Regions from separate parts of the Mus musculus genome. Here regions 1 and 2 are each linked to region 3. A link is a contact called in public promoter capture Hi-C data. All regions are on one chromosome and are shown on one strand. The core of a region is the stretch at or near the end of the contact, and the rest is flanking DNA. Distances in the headings are between cores, read along the strand shown.

Evidence for each region. Promoter capture Hi-C pulls out the DNA fragments that hold promoters and counts their contacts.
Region 1: a contact with region 3 is called in a promoter capture Hi-C map of pre-B cells, with 5 times the contacts expected there. The contact joins the enhancer-like site here to the promoter of Lysmd3 in region 3. A contact is called at or near these places in 3 of 39 promoter capture datasets (the C10 cell line, liver and pre-B cells), 1 of 484 Hi-C or Micro-C datasets (cerebellum) and 2 of 115 datasets of contacts at active chromatin or transcription factors (embryonic forebrain and embryonic stem cells).
Region 2: a promoter capture Hi-C map of pre-B cells shows a contact between it and region 3, with 6 times the contacts expected there. The contact joins the promoter of A230107N01Rik here to the promoter of Lysmd3 in region 3. A contact is called at or near these places in 6 of 39 promoter capture datasets (frontonasal cranial neural crest, hippocampal neurons, liver and 3 more), 3 of 484 Hi-C or Micro-C datasets (B cells, CD4 T cells and uterus), 1 of 115 datasets of contacts at active chromatin or transcription factors (astrocytes) and 1 of 9 other capture datasets (liver).

Annotation. Positions count from the first base shown.
Region 1 is chr13:84,346,936-84,349,635 of GRCm38.p6, reverse strand. Gm41011 (a long non-coding RNA gene) reads right to left here. Exons shown (of 2, transcript XR_873707.3): 1 at 737-2,700. Among named protein-coding and RNA genes, the nearest start is that of Gm41011, 4.4 kb to the right of the region's middle. Within about 2 kb of position 1,400, at least 244 of the 459 cell types and tissues checked have an H3K27ac peak or open chromatin away from gene starts, as enhancers often do. A contact at or near this core is called in cerebellum, embryonic forebrain and pre-B cells, where this site is marked.
Region 2 is chr13:84,220,750-84,223,449 of GRCm38.p6, reverse strand. It overlaps A230107N01Rik (RIKEN cDNA A230107N01 gene), which reads left to right and starts at 1,275. Exons shown (of 2, transcript NR_138587.1): 1 at 1,275-1,312; 2 at 1,560-2,700. Tmem161b (transmembrane protein 161B) reads right to left here and starts at 1,154. Exons shown (of 12, transcript NM_175187.5): 1 at 1,016-1,154. The coding sequence starts at 1,018.
Region 3 is chr13:81,656,488-81,659,187 of GRCm38.p6, reverse strand. It overlaps Lysmd3 (LysM, putative peptidoglycan-binding, domain containing 3), which reads right to left and starts at 1,382. Exons shown (of 3, transcript NM_030257.1): 1 at 1,252-1,382.

The DNA of each region.
Region 1 (2,700 bases), core at 151-2,650, 2.7 Mb before region 3:
CTTTTTCATCCAACACTGCCTTCAAGATCGTCCATTCACTCTTAATTGCTGCCCTGTTTCACTATAGGAATGTACCAACTCGCCGCCGGTTCACTGCAGTCTAAGAGCTCTCTGAACTGTTTCCTGTTGGGCTGGGAAGCACCACCTACATATTTCCCTCCAGCTAGAGCAGGAGCAGCTCAAGGGCAGAAACCGTTCTGAGCTGCTTGCTGTTTCTTTTCCTAATTTCCGTGGCACCTGGGAACTGCCAGCCACGTGAAGCGCTTTGCCTGGAAGATATTGCTCTGTTCTCGGCACACAAAACGCCCTCGATTCAAAAAAAAAAAAAAAAAAAAAAGTGTTCGGTAAATAATCTTAGCAAAGTGCGTGTTTAAATTTGCTAAGCCCTCACTTGTCCACCGAGTAAGATTTAAGGGGAACCTGCTGCAATTTCCTCTAGAAAGTCCTGAAGGTATTTCAGGGCAGAAGTAGATCTATAAAACAAGGTCACGCCACAGTTCCGGTTCCTCCTAAGAGGATCTCCAAGCACTCTAAAAGCGCGGTTTTCGCGACGGTATTTTCCCCAACTTTTAAAGGAATCCAGGTCAGTTCAGTGCGTTATTCAAAACTTGAAAATGTTTAGGGCGGCTTGGAAGAGCCTTGGTCACAGTCTGCGTATGCATAATACTAGCAAATTCGCCTTCTCACAGAATTATTTTTCCTTTCCGTAGGTCCCAGGTCATGTTTCCGTACCTACCATTTAACTTCCCACCTCAAGCAGGTCCAGCGCCACTGGTCGTACTGCTAGCCGCACTTCCCAACCTTCCTGCTCCTAAGAAGATATAACACCCTTTGATCTCCTCTCCAGTGCTTTGTGGCTTAAGGAACCTTGATGTGCAAGACAAATATGCTCTGTAACTGTGCGCACGCGGAACCATCTATCATCACCCTGCCTTTAAACATGACCGGTACTTTGTGTGTTTCAGAGAAATTAATCTGCTGTTTAGTGGAAGAAAACCAAGGCAAAACCATCTTCCTGCATGCACCGTCTTCTTGCAGACTCAACAGCATTTTCAGTGTCTCGGGCTCCCGCTCCGTAAACCACAAACTTGACCTTCGAGCGGATTTCAAAAGCAGAGGTTTCCTCCCTCTCCCTCTCTGGCTCCTATGGAGCGCCTGGGCATACTTGTGGGTAGCAGCTGCATGTACCAGAGCTGGGAACTATACGTCGAGGAGACTTGGAGATACTAGTGGGCGGCAGGGTGGGGGCTGGGGAGCGAGGCAAAGATGGGCGGGAGGAGAGGGAGAGAGGATGGGGTGGAGGGGGAGGATAGATCTGTCTGCATATGCATGAAGCACCCAGCACTGCCCTCTTCCCAAGCAGCTGCTGTGTGGGAGGCGGAGGAGGAAGGGGGAAGGGAAGGACTAAGATGGGCGGGGCGGCAGAAACTGCCTTTAAACTGGACCTCGGTTTGGAGGGCGAAAGAGGTGATTTGCATGGCGTCCGGTGATTGGCTGAGGTCCGAGGGCTGGGTCTGAGAGGCGGCCTCTGAATGGTTTAAGGAGAAAATCTCTGAATTCTGATTTCTAAAGTCGGGACCGCCGGGTAGATGCAGTATGCAATCAGGACGCAAGGAGGCGCGATGTCCTATCTTTGTTCTGCTTAAAAGGTCTTTTTCCGTCCTCCTTCAGCCGTCCCCGCCCCCACCCCCACGCGCAGACTCACGCAGAAAGTGCAGAGAAACCCTGTGATCCAGTCAACTGGCACTGCCCCGTCTATTAAGAAAGATGAACGCTCCTTTCTCTTCCATCTCCTTCATGGGAGACCACTTTTCATTTCAGATTATCACATCAATAAATATTCTTCGAGGAACAAAAAAGGCACTTTGCCAAAAGATAAAAGAATATATGTGAAATGTGTGGACTGTAGAGAAAGGCACTACACGAAGGCAAAAGAATAGAAGCACATATGTAAATAACGCACATAATCACATCAAGAACACAAAACACAAGGGCAGATACAGACAGGGCACCCGGAGAGAACGTGGGCTGCTCCCAAGGTCCTCAGAGTCTGCATGCTTCCCACACGCAGAGGCACACACCCGCTGATGAGCCAATGATCTTCCCCAACACACAAGCACACACACATAACACACACCTCAGAAAAGGCATTCACGCGAATTCACACGCAGTGAAAATTTTGCAGAGGAAATACTAGAGCAGAATTAAATGGTTTATCCCCTCCCCCTCCAAAATATACTCAAGCAAAATGATTCTACTTGCATATTACTAATACACGCAGGGCACTGAAAGGAGGAAAATGGCTCCAGTTGGGGCACACAGTGGAGAATACGTGTGTACAATGCATACACAGACACACGCGCGCGCGAGCATCTGTGGGCGGGACACACCCACAGCCTGTGTCCTCTGCCCATGGGCACAGGCAGAGGACAGATTCCATCAGCAGCGCTCAGTACAATTGTCGGAAGAAGAAACCCACCCTATTCGGCAACTATGAAACATGTCAGAGTGCCAAGGGTTTCTAAGACCCAGATCAATACATTCTTGTTACAAAAGTGGTCAAAAAAATAATTGATGCATCTTAGATAATTGAGTGCTGTAGCATATTCGCTCAAACAATACTTCGAAATGACTTCAGCCTGAAGATAGCTTTCTAAACTGAAAAAAAAAAAAAAATCCCTAAGAAATTAGATGTTCATT
Region 2 (2,700 bases), core at 26-2,525, 2.6 Mb before region 3:
TGGCTGATTGCCTGTTCAACTTTACCAGAACCCTAGGACCTTGGAAATAGCAACTATCTTTTTTAAATCCTTTTATGTTCCAGGAAGTAGTTGACTGCAGTCACCAGCCCCTACACAACCACCTGCCTTCCTCTCATAGTCCCCCAATAAAGCCAAACTTAGATGTTTCGAAATCCCATTCATTTCATCAATTAACTCCTGAACTGTGTGATCAGTCAGCACCCATTGCTTCTTATCTACAGTTGATTAAGACGTTCTTTGTACAAGTCCCTGAACCTTGTCCTTTCAGACTAAAACAGCAGAGAACTCTGAGAATGACTGGCCTCACGGTAAAACACCCTTCGGTTACTCCTTTCCCTCCAATCTCTCACACCAGGTTCTTTTTATGTTTACGTATCCTTCTCACCTAACCTTTAAGACACTTGCAAATAATATGGCTCAAGCTGTGCTCCCTCCTTCGATAGAGATGTACAATAGGAAATTACAAATTTTTCCTTTCAAGTTAAATCTGTTGGGACTCAACCTGGACATTTTCTTTAAAAGTGACATTGATTTTCAGTTCTGCTCTAGTTGAGTGTTAAGAGAAGCCAATTTTGTCTTAAGTGCCTCGGCGTTGCTTGTCTCCAAGGAGACAGGCAAGCGTGCAAAAAGGCACTGCTGCGTCCTTAAAATCTCAGCCAAAAGCCTGCGGCGGGAAAAGGTGGCAGGGACAACGTGGTGGGTAGAGCAAGGTCATCAGTGGGCCACCTGGCGCCACAGGACACACGCGAGGGCAGACTCCTTAGACTGGGTACTCCGACAGACCCGCCCCTCTCCAACCCCACAGGTCCCTCGGCTGTCTGGAACCCCGGCGGCGGCCGCGCGCACTCTGGGAAGGTTGGGGTCCTGCCAGCGGTTCATCCCAACGCTCCAGCAGGTTCCATTCCCAGCAGGGACATCAACCGGCTCCTTTCACAGACTGACCTCCCTGTCCTTTCCTCCTGAAGGTTGTCACTCTCATCCTCACAAGACTCACCATAACGCCAAGAACAGGTCGTGGGACAGACAGTCTAGAGTCCCCGGGACCGTCCAGAATCTCCCCTTCAGGTTCTGCAAAACGGAGCTCTCGAAACCGCGAAGGGAAAGGTCTTCCGGCTCGGCCGGAAGTCCTGCCCGCATGGGACAGGAAGTTCCTCCCTCTCCGGACCGCCAGCGACCCCACGCCACGCAGAGAGGAGGAGCCGCAAGGCGTTCTCTAAAGCCACTTCCGTGGGTGTGAGGCTAGGGCGGGGGGCGGGGCTGACCTTGAGAACGCAGGGGCGCAGGCGCACAGGTAGGTGGGCGGGGCGGGGCAGGGCGGGGCGGGGCGGCATGCCCGCAGGATTCCTAGGTAGGTGCGGTATTTTTCGCGGGCGCTGGTGGTCGGTTTGTGCTGCTGCAGGGATCAGCTGGGTGGGTGTAGCCCTCGTACTCTGACGGTTTATTGAGGGTAAAGAACCTTCTTGGCTGTATTCATGCTGAGATCATTCAGAAATTGTTTAGCTCAGCCAGCCTCTTTTCTGTCCGCTTTCCTTACGCAGTACCTTGGAATCTCAGTTAAAAATTCATGCTGTCCAAGCACCTTCCTCTCTTAGGTCAATGGAATGTGACCTTTAGAAGTTCTTTGCTCTTCACAGACGCCAGCTCAAGCCAGAGGATATCTACAAAGAGCAGAGGAGCTAAGAAGAAAATTCAGTATGGACATTTCCTACCTACTTAATACCAATATGAACAAAAAGGGCCTTACAACATTCTCATATACATACATACATAAATACACACACATTTATGCTTTATGACACCTCCCTCCTTCCAAATCTGTACCAGTGAACTTGCCTTTATATTGTGATGAGGGTTAACCATAGAGGTAAGTTTGAAATAAGGACACAGAGCATCTTTGGCCCAGAAATTATCACACCGTTTAACGATCCTTATGGAAACATGCTTATCTCACCCTTCTCCGTGAGATACCTTTTACCATAATGTGGTTCTCTTGTGGAGTCAGAACTGGGGAGGAAATTCATCTTCAGCAGTCAAGGTTGCACAAACTTGCAACTATGAAACAGCTATGATGTTCAACCTCTAACTGGCCCAAGGACCCTGGGAAACAATCCTGAGCTACCTAGAGATGTTAGATTGGTGCTGTTTCAAAAGGATACAGAAACAAAGTTTATACATTATGTTAATTTTTAATGGTGGGGGGAGATAGGGTGACAGGTGATAGAGAAATTATAAGAAATGAGAGAAGCTACTCCGAGACCAATAGCCTTGAGGAATAGTTTGTGAAACTGAGAACTTCCCCAAGGGTTCTGTTACTGCTTTATAGAAACAAGCCTGTTAATAGACAGGCCCCAGGGCAACTGCAGTATAGTAAAGAAGGACTCCGGTTGACCGCTCCTGTATCTGGGGGAAGCCATTGCTATCCTTGAGAAAGAAAAGATGGAGGTGGCGAGTGCCTATCAGCCTGTCAGTGACATCACATTCTGTGAAGTCTTGTCTTTCACTTGTGACACAGTGGGTCTTCCATCTGTCCTAAACCTGGCAGCCTTGTTAAGGATCAGAAAACATCTTCTCCTATATGACAGTAGGATAGGAATTATTAGCAGGATAGAATCCATTCCTGCCAGAGGAAAAACAAGAAATCAGTTTTTACTACCTTATTACTTTCAATAGACTGTCAGA
Region 3 (2,700 bases), core at 133-2,632:
ACAGGGGCTAAACTATTGCCAAAAACCACTCCAAATTTGACAGATCCAAGCTAAATGAGAGCCACGTTTCACATCTCAGTTTAAAGTAAGGAGCACACCTGTTTCTACAAGGACGCTTGCACTCCCTTATCTAGGTCTTTTCTAAAAACAAAATAAAAAGCCCACATCTTAGATGTAGAGGATGTCTGTCAGTTTTGTGGAACCAGTAGCAAGTTGCATACATACATACATGTACTACCTCAGGAAGTATCTGTTTCAGATCCTCAAAAGCATCCATCAAAAGCAGAAAAGATTAGATCTAAAGCAATGCATATGGGTGGTTACGTTGCCTTAGGTATGCTATCCCTCTAAAGCGCTCTCCCTCCCATTCTTAGTACAGCTCTCTGAAATTACTGACTAATACCCAGAAGCCATTTGAAACAATGTGTTCTTCTATCAGTCTTTCCCTCACCATGTCTTAATCAGGAATCAAAAGACTCCCGTCTTCGCGCATCTGTCTCTATTCCTCTAAAATGACAGGAAAGCAAAATAAACAATCTGGACACTACGGTCTGACTGTTCATCTGTAATCCAAGTGCCAAGCTGCACTTTGGCCCAGTAAGGTAATGACATGTCAATCTACTAAAGATTAGAAAGTACACGGAATCAAAGCCATCAGCCTCAATTCTCTTTACCTCTCTGAATTATCTATGGAATCTATGGCTTCAGAAAACTAGAACATGTTGCATACTGCACTGCTGACAAACGTCCTGAAAGTGATCATCAATGGGTATCGTGAGCATGTTTTCATCCACCCGGTCTAGACCGGAAAGCGACCTCTCAAATCCCTAGGTACTACATATTAATTGCTGCATATTAATATTTGGTCTTGACCTTCGGCAGGGAGCAAGAGAAGACTCACAGGGCACAAGCCAGTTCAGCACTTAGGACAGAATCACCCCGATCCTATTCTCCAGGGCCAATTTTAAACCTAAGCAACAACTGCAAACTTCCTCCCTCTTCCATTCCACTCGCTTTTATTTTTATTTTTCCCTTTCCTCCGGACGTCCCCCGCAAAGATTACATCTCTGATTTCTAAGTCGCCGCGTCAGACTGGGACGCTTCGGAGCAGATGCTAAGGGGACAGGCAGAATGGCCCGGAAAGGGCTGCCCAAAACCGGGAGGTAAGAGTCCTTCCCGAACCGGGGACAGCGCCCCACGGTGACCCCCCGATCGACGTCCTGCCCCGCCCCGCCCCACAGCCACCGTCACCTGTCCTCTAGCAGGGGCGCGGCGACACGGTTATGTCCTCCACCACAGCCGCGGCCCCGGAGACGTTCATGACCGACTCTAGGTTCTCCGGTGTCTGGGTCCGCTTCTGCCACCGTCGCCGCCGTCGCCGCCGTCCCCGCCTTCCGCACCGACAGCCGCCGCCACGTCCGCAAACCTGCGGTGCGTCATCGCGTAGAGTAGGCGGAGGTGCGAGGGCGCGGGCGGAGGCGGGGAACCCAGAACCCCGCGGCCAACCGCAGGCCCACGCCAGCACGCAGGCGCGCCGATGCGGCCGGGGCGGGGCCTGATTTCAGCCCCGCCTCTAGCCCCGCCCGTCCGGGGGCCGCCGGGCCGTGTTGGACTCCTGCAGTCTGTGAATCTAAACCCAACGGGTCCTCCTGGCTAAGAAACGTACTGAGCGGAGGGCATGCTTGAGGAAGAGCCAATGGAGAGCCGCTGTGCATTTCTTAATGCTCTGTATCTGGCACTTTCTTCTCGGTGGGGCAGAAGAAAGCAAAAACACTGGGCCGTGCTTTACCATATCGAACGAGCCCTAGAGCAGCAAACAAGACAGGCAGAGTGCCTTGGGTCTGTAGGTCAGCAGAGTGAGCCACCTAGCCAAGCTAAGCTCACAGTGCCCTGGAGCTGCACTTTGATGGGACAAAGTTGTCAACAACTTGTAACTAACCTACTTGGATTTGAAAATTAACAGGACGCCATTGGTGTTGCACTATCTATGGCAGTGAAATAAATACCTCTCTTCTGACTTTTTTTTTTTTTTTTTTTTTTTTTTTTAGAAATTTGCCGAAGTGGTAAATACAGTGTTTGTATTTATGCGAATGATGTATGACATTTTAAAGGTGCACCTGGTGTTTTGTGCTGACGACCGACAATGCACTTGACTAAATGCTTACCCATTTAGGTCAACATTGCCTAAAGACGTACCACACTTTTCTTTACAGTCCGAATACTTAGTAATTATAAAGCCTTTGGAACGCTGTTCCAATTTCCAAAGGGTTTTTTGTTTGATTGTTTGTTTGTTTGTTTGTTTGTTCTGTTGGTTCCTTGGTCGGTTGGTTTTCTGAGAAGTGCCTCTGCAAGGACTGGGATTTTACTTACATTGCAATAAGCGCCTTTTACTTGAAAGGACAAGGCACTGTGCTGAACAATGCTACAAAGAACTCCAGGCAAAGACAACCGGGGAAAAAAAAGTTTGCCCAAGTTATTCTTTGAGCTCTTGCCCCTGTGACACCGCTGTCTGTAACCATTTATCACGGAGACATTTTCTCATCAGGAGACAAAGGATATATTCCGTTCTTGATGTGTAGGGCCTCGGCTGTTCAGGCCTCATGAATGTTAATGGAATGCAACCGTCTTTTTGCAAGTAGGTTACTTTTCTTATTTTAATGTCAATAGGCCATGGAATCCTTGGGAGAGTCTGAGGGAGAA